2 separate regions of the Macaca mulatta genome follow, and region 1 is linked to region 2. The links are chromatin contacts, called in public Hi-C maps. All regions are on one chromosome and are shown on one strand. The core of a region is the stretch at or near the end of the contact, and the rest is flanking DNA. Distances in the headings are between cores, read along the strand shown. Region 1 holds the start of RPL18A (ribosomal protein L18a). Region 2 holds the start of SLC27A1 (solute carrier family 27 member 1).

Region 1 (2,700 bases), core at 40-2,539, 390 kb after region 2:
GAAATGCAAAATAAGAAAATGAAAATAAAAAATTGCATACTTGCTGCCCTTTTTCTTTCTTTTTTTCTTTTTGTTTTTTTCCGAGTCGGATCTCGCCCTGTCTCCCAGGCTGGAGTGCAATGGCGTGATCTCGGCTCACTGCAGCCTCCATCTCCCAGGTTCAAGCGATTCTCCTGCCTCAGCCTCCTGAGTAGCTATAATTACAGGCACCGGCCAGCACGCCTGGCTGATTTTTGTATTTTTAGTAGAGACGGGGTTTCGCTATGTTGGCCAGGCTGGTCTTGAACTCCCGACCTCGTGATCCACCCACCTCGGCCTCCGAAAGTGCTGGGATTACAGGCGTGAGCCACCGCACCTACCTGGCTTTTTTTTTTTTTTTTTTTTTTTTTGAGACACAGTCTTACTCTGCCGCCTAGGCTGGAGTGCAAAGGCGCGATCTCAGCTCACTGCAACCTCTGGCTCCTGAATACAAACGATTCTCATGCCTCAGCCTCCTGCCTCTTTCCTCTTAATTTTACTTCACAGCCTTGTCATCAGGGAGTTGTTTGCGGCTCTTTTTTCATATCTGGTCTCCGTCCTCATCCCCAGGAGGGCTTCTTTCTGTCCGAGCCCCTCAAAGTGGGCAGCTGGATCTTGATCCATTCTCGCGTTCTCCGCGCGCTCTCCCCCAACCCCCGCTCCCCCAGGTTCTTTATGAACTGGAGGCAGGCAGACAGGGTTTGAAACCCACCTACTACGAAACACAAATCGGACCCCAAATAAAAACGGCATTCCAGCGCTTACTCAATATTCGTGCTGCAACATCGCTAGGAGAAAAACATATAATTTGTATTCCAGTTTTACAGATGAGAACCCTCAGGTATCTGGCTGGAGACCTCCGTAACACACCTCCCCGGAGGACGAGGCCAAGAGTGTAAAGCATCGGCATCTCATCGTAAACACCGCAGCCACCCGAGGTCCAGTTCAATGCTTAGGCATCCTGCAGGCGGCGCGCGCCCCCGCCCCTAGTTGCAGCCGGGACTGGCTGAGTGACTACAACTCCCGGCGTGCAGCGCGCGCCGACGCTCCGTTACGGTCGTGGTGGAACAGGTGGTGCTTGCCTCGTTGCTTTCTGGGAAACGAAGTCTCGCTGTGAAGAGAGGACGAGCTTTGAGTAGTAGGTGGATCCGTAGCCAATGAAGACGCGGGTCGCGTTGAGTGCGGGGCAGAGAAGCCAATGGGCGTGCGGCATTGAGAGGGCGGGTCTTCCGGTAATGAAGGCCTGGTGAACGGCTGCGCGAAAGAGGGTACTTCCTTTTGCTGGTGGCTGGGAGAGCGGAGAGGACGCCATGAAGGCTTCTGGCACAGTAAGGCGAGCGCGACGCAGCAGGGGGCCAAGAGATGGGGCACGGGCCCCATCGGGGGTCTGCAGAGGTGGCGTGGGTCGGGTTGGTGGCGCGCGCTCCTGTCGGTCCTGCTTGGCCGCGCGCCGCGTTCTCTTGTTGCAGTCAACATGGCGGCCATCGTGGGCGCCGCGTGGAGAGAGCGATGCGTGGCCTGGGCCAGCTCAGGGATCGCGGTGGTCCAAGGACTCCGGGTCTTCTTCCCGGGGGACGGAATAAGTCGCGCAGCGTGGAGGCCCGAGCCCCGGCACCTCGTCAAGCCGCTAGGTTTCTGTTTTCTTGTCTACAATGTGGACGTGGCGGTGGAGCAGTAGCATTTTCTTTTTCCCAGAATGACTGTGAGAAGCAGATGAAAATTGCTGACAATGAGCCGAAACGGGGAGCGTGAGGCTTAACGCCGTGACACATACTGGATAGAACCAAACGGCGTTATGGCGCAGAGATAGGAGAACCCGGACACCCATGGAGTGGGTGTGTTATGTCCAGATCTCCAGCCTCAGTTTCCTTGCTGTTAAAGGGGCGGGCCCCATTGCCAGGGGCAAATGCCAGAGGCTACCAGGGCAGGAGAGTCTCAGAGCTGGTGGCGGGGCACAGGAAGACGAGAGGATGCCCCGGGCCCCAGCTGCTTCCTGAACGTGTGGTGCCGAGGACGGTGGGTCAGGTTCACAGTAAAAGTAGGAACTGAGTCTGCGATAATTTGTGACTATTTTTCATTGATACTAGTAAAAAGCTGACGAGTCAGTATCAGAGGTGGTTTCTTTGTGCCATATCACAGAGCCTGGACTTGACCAAAGATTCTCACCTCTGCATCTGTAAATCGGGAGCCTTCCCTGGGCCAAACGTTTGGATTGCAGTTGGGAAAACGGAGGCAGCCGCAGCTCGCATGGCGACAGTGCAGGGATCCCAGGACTGGGGAGAGACCTGAGGTCTTGTCCTAGTTCTGCCTGGAATGGGCTGTGAGATCCCATACTGGTCACTCTGCCTGTGGGCCTCAGGGTGAAAGAAGATGTTGGCTGGATGTTATTAGGTGCAGAGTGGCTGCTTGACGGGGACTGCAAAGCGGTTCAGGACTGCAGCATGAAGAAAGGAGACTGTGGGTCTAACTAAGCCTCAGCTTTCCTGGTCTGAAACCCTTAGCCCAGGCAAAGGAGAAGCAGGCAACTTAATTAATTCTCCCTGGAGACCTCTCTCCCCTCAGTTCATTTTGTGGATAAAGCTGTGTTGGGGAGTGTGACCCACAGTCACCAGGAATCCACATGGAGGCCCTGGGGGTGGCCCTGCCTCCTGCTGCCCGAATCTGTGGTCATCGGTTGCAGGC
Region 2 (2,747 bases), core at 209-2,708:
CCCGAGGGAGCATCTAGGACCCTGGGGTGCAAGTAAAGGGCCTGTAGGTGCTTCTAGGAAGGATGGGGACCTAGCGTGTGCATTTTGTCCTCCCCAGGATCCTGGGGTGTGACGTTGAGACTTAATCGACAAGGCTTCGGGACATGGATTAAGAATTAGCTGTGTCCTTGAATTACACGTGTTTAAGACCGCGGCGGTGTTTACAATTAGAGACTTCTGAGGCCCCCACGGTGTGAGTTGAGCACTCCCCTGGGGCCCTGGAATGTGTTTTTAAGAATGAAAGAGGTTTTGGGGCTTGGATTTAGGACAAGCTGGGGCAAGAATTCAGCCCACGCGGGCCGTGGGTGTGGACTGGGATCTTTTTGGTCCCCGAGGGTAGAGAGTCTGCACGCCATCTAGGGCTCGGGTCCTGCTATCTTGCGAGCCATGCCCCACGGCTGCAGGACACGTGTGTTTCCTAAAAGGAGAGGGGGTGGGGCAAGGCCTGGTTGTCATGGAGACAGCGGTGGGCGGGGGGGGGGGTCCCTGGCGGGCCGTTCTAGCCCCCATGTCTCGTTGACCGTCGCCTCTCTGGTTCGGTTGCCTCTCTATGGTCGTGGCTCCTGGAAGAGGGCCCGCCTCAGCTCTGCAGACTGAGCGGCTTCGAGGTAGACAGGTGGGAAGAGGGGCGGGGCCTAGGTCCTATGGGGGCCGGAGTGAAACCCAGGAGGTGGTGACGAGCCGAAGCCTGAGGGCGGGGCCAGTGACCAGGATAGAACCTGAGCCTGGGAGCATGGGCTAGGGCCGGAACTGGGGTGGGGCTTGAACTGATGGGAGGGGTCTAGTTCCGGGAGGGGCGGGGGGGCGCGGTGTGTGCTTGTGGGCGGGGCCATATAATCTAGCCTAGGGGGTGGAGCCTGGCTGAGAGGGGCGGGACTCGGGGGAGAGGGCCTGCGCCTGTGGGTGGGGCTAGAAGTATAACCTAAGGGCAGGGCCCCGTGAGTGGCGAGAAAGCCACGGGGTAGAGGCAGGACCAGAAGCAAAGGGGACACGACGTGAAGGGTAATTCGGGGATCAAGGATACAGGCTAAATGCAGGCATATGGCGAGGCCGGACAGTGACCGACAGGGTGGACTTACTGGCTCTGGGGGCGGGGACTGTTGTAAGATTGGCAGGGAAGGATGGACTCAAAAATATGGAATAGAGCTGACCCAGGGTCAGAGGCGGAGCCTGGCCAGGACCTGGCCAATCCCAGGCCTAGGGCCGGGGTCTGGTTCCTAGTTAGGGGGCGGGTGTTAAAGCCTGGAAAGGGGGCGATGCCTGGCTTGAGGAGTTGACCAATCCCAGGCCTGGGGGCGGAGTCTGACCCGGAGCACCCTTCCCGGGCTCGCGGCGGGGCGGAGCCGAAGCCTGGGGGCAGGGCTCGCTGTAGGGTCGGGGGCGGTCGCGGGCGGAGCCGGAGTGGCCCGCGGCCTTAGCGCACTCTGTCTCCCCAGGATGCGGGCTCCGGGTGCAGGCGCGGCCTCGGTGGTCTCGCTGGCGCTGTTGTGGCTGCTGGGGCTGCCATGGACCTGGAGCGCAGTAGCGGCGCTCGGCGTGTACGTGGGCAGCGGCGGCTGGCGCTTCCTTCGCATCGTTTGCAAGACCGCGAGGCGAGACCTCTTGTGAGTGTTGACGGGATCCGCCAGGGCCGGGAGTGGGGCTGAGGGCTCTGGGGGCGCACGGTGCGGGGCTGGGTTGCGAAGACAGCTTGGAGGGTCCGGAGAGCTGGGGGTGCTTTGTAGGTTGGGGGTGGGGCTGGGCCGAGGGGCGGGGCCTGAGAGGGTGACCAGTTGGGGGGCTCTGAGGGCGCTACAGGGGACACTTTAAGGATTTCTCGAGGGAGATGAGTAGCCTGCAAGGTACTTGGAGCGTTGCAGGCTGCTCAGGAGATGATCTCAGGGGCTTGGGGGGCAACTTGGGGGTCTTTGGGCTGCTGGTGGAAGTTCCAGGGAGCTGGGGCTGACTGGAAAGCGGTGGCGGTGTAGGGGTCTCTTTGGAGCCTTGTTAACTGTGAGAGACTTCAGGGGGCTCTCCAGTAGGTCACCGGGGCTCACAGGGACGACCCAATAGATAGTCTCTGGGGGTTGCCAAGACACTTTGGGTCTATCCAGGGCTTTCTCTGAGGGATGAGCGAGCTGCTTAGGAAGTCTATAAAGGACTTGCCGGGTTTCTGAAGGTGTGTATTTCCTCAGGACCGTTTCCAGCTGGGACACTGTTTGAGATTGTGGGGTCTGTGTGGGTCTTTGGGTTTGGGAGTTGTTCGGAGTGTGTAGGGAGGCTGCTGCGTATTCCAGGTCTTGTTTGGGGGTCTATTCTGGCCGTGTCTCTGAGGGGCTTGCTCAAACGAGCCGTTGGGGTCCTTCTGGGGTGAAACAGGCATTGCTGGGGGTTCCTATCAGAGCAGATCTCAGGAACAGCACCACGTGGGAGCAGGTGAACGCAGGCTAGCAGGGCAGGGTTCAACACCTTCACAGCTCCTTGTAAGATGGAGTTGCAAGAGGGACTGAACCCACTGTAAGGAGGGCACAGAGGGTGTGGAGATGGGAAGGATCCCACCGTAAGTTGACTGGTTCTGAACTTTCTAAAACTCACCCCTTCTCCATGCCATGGCCCCCTGCCCCCGGCCCCTTGGTTGTTCTGATGTGGAAATCCGACTGTGCCCTCTGCTCAGACACCTTCCACAGCCAACCCATGCTTGGCAGAAGGAAGACTCAGCCCCTAGCTGG

The links. Hi-C and Micro-C count contacts between places; a contact is called where the count stands out from the background.
Region 1: a contact with region 2 is called in a Hi-C map of fetal cortex germinal zone, with 4 times the contacts expected there. The contact joins the promoter of RPL18A here to the promoter of SLC27A1 in region 2. A contact is called at or near these places in 3 of 14 Hi-C or Micro-C datasets (fetal cortex germinal zone, fetal cortical plate and liver).

Annotation. Positions count from the first base shown.
Region 1 is chr19:18,366,869-18,369,568 of T2T-MMU8v2.0, forward strand. RPL18A (ribosomal protein L18a) reads left to right here and starts at 1,290. Exons shown (of 5, transcript XM_015123281.3): 1 at 1,290-1,346. The coding sequence starts at 1,329. All of the region lies in intron 1 of CCDC124 (coiled-coil domain containing 124), which reads left to right.
Region 2 is chr19:17,980,020-17,982,766 of T2T-MMU8v2.0, forward strand. It overlaps SLC27A1 (solute carrier family 27 member 1), which reads left to right and starts at 1,459. Exons shown (of 10, transcript XM_077978293.1): 1 at 1,459-1,643. The coding sequence starts at 1,477.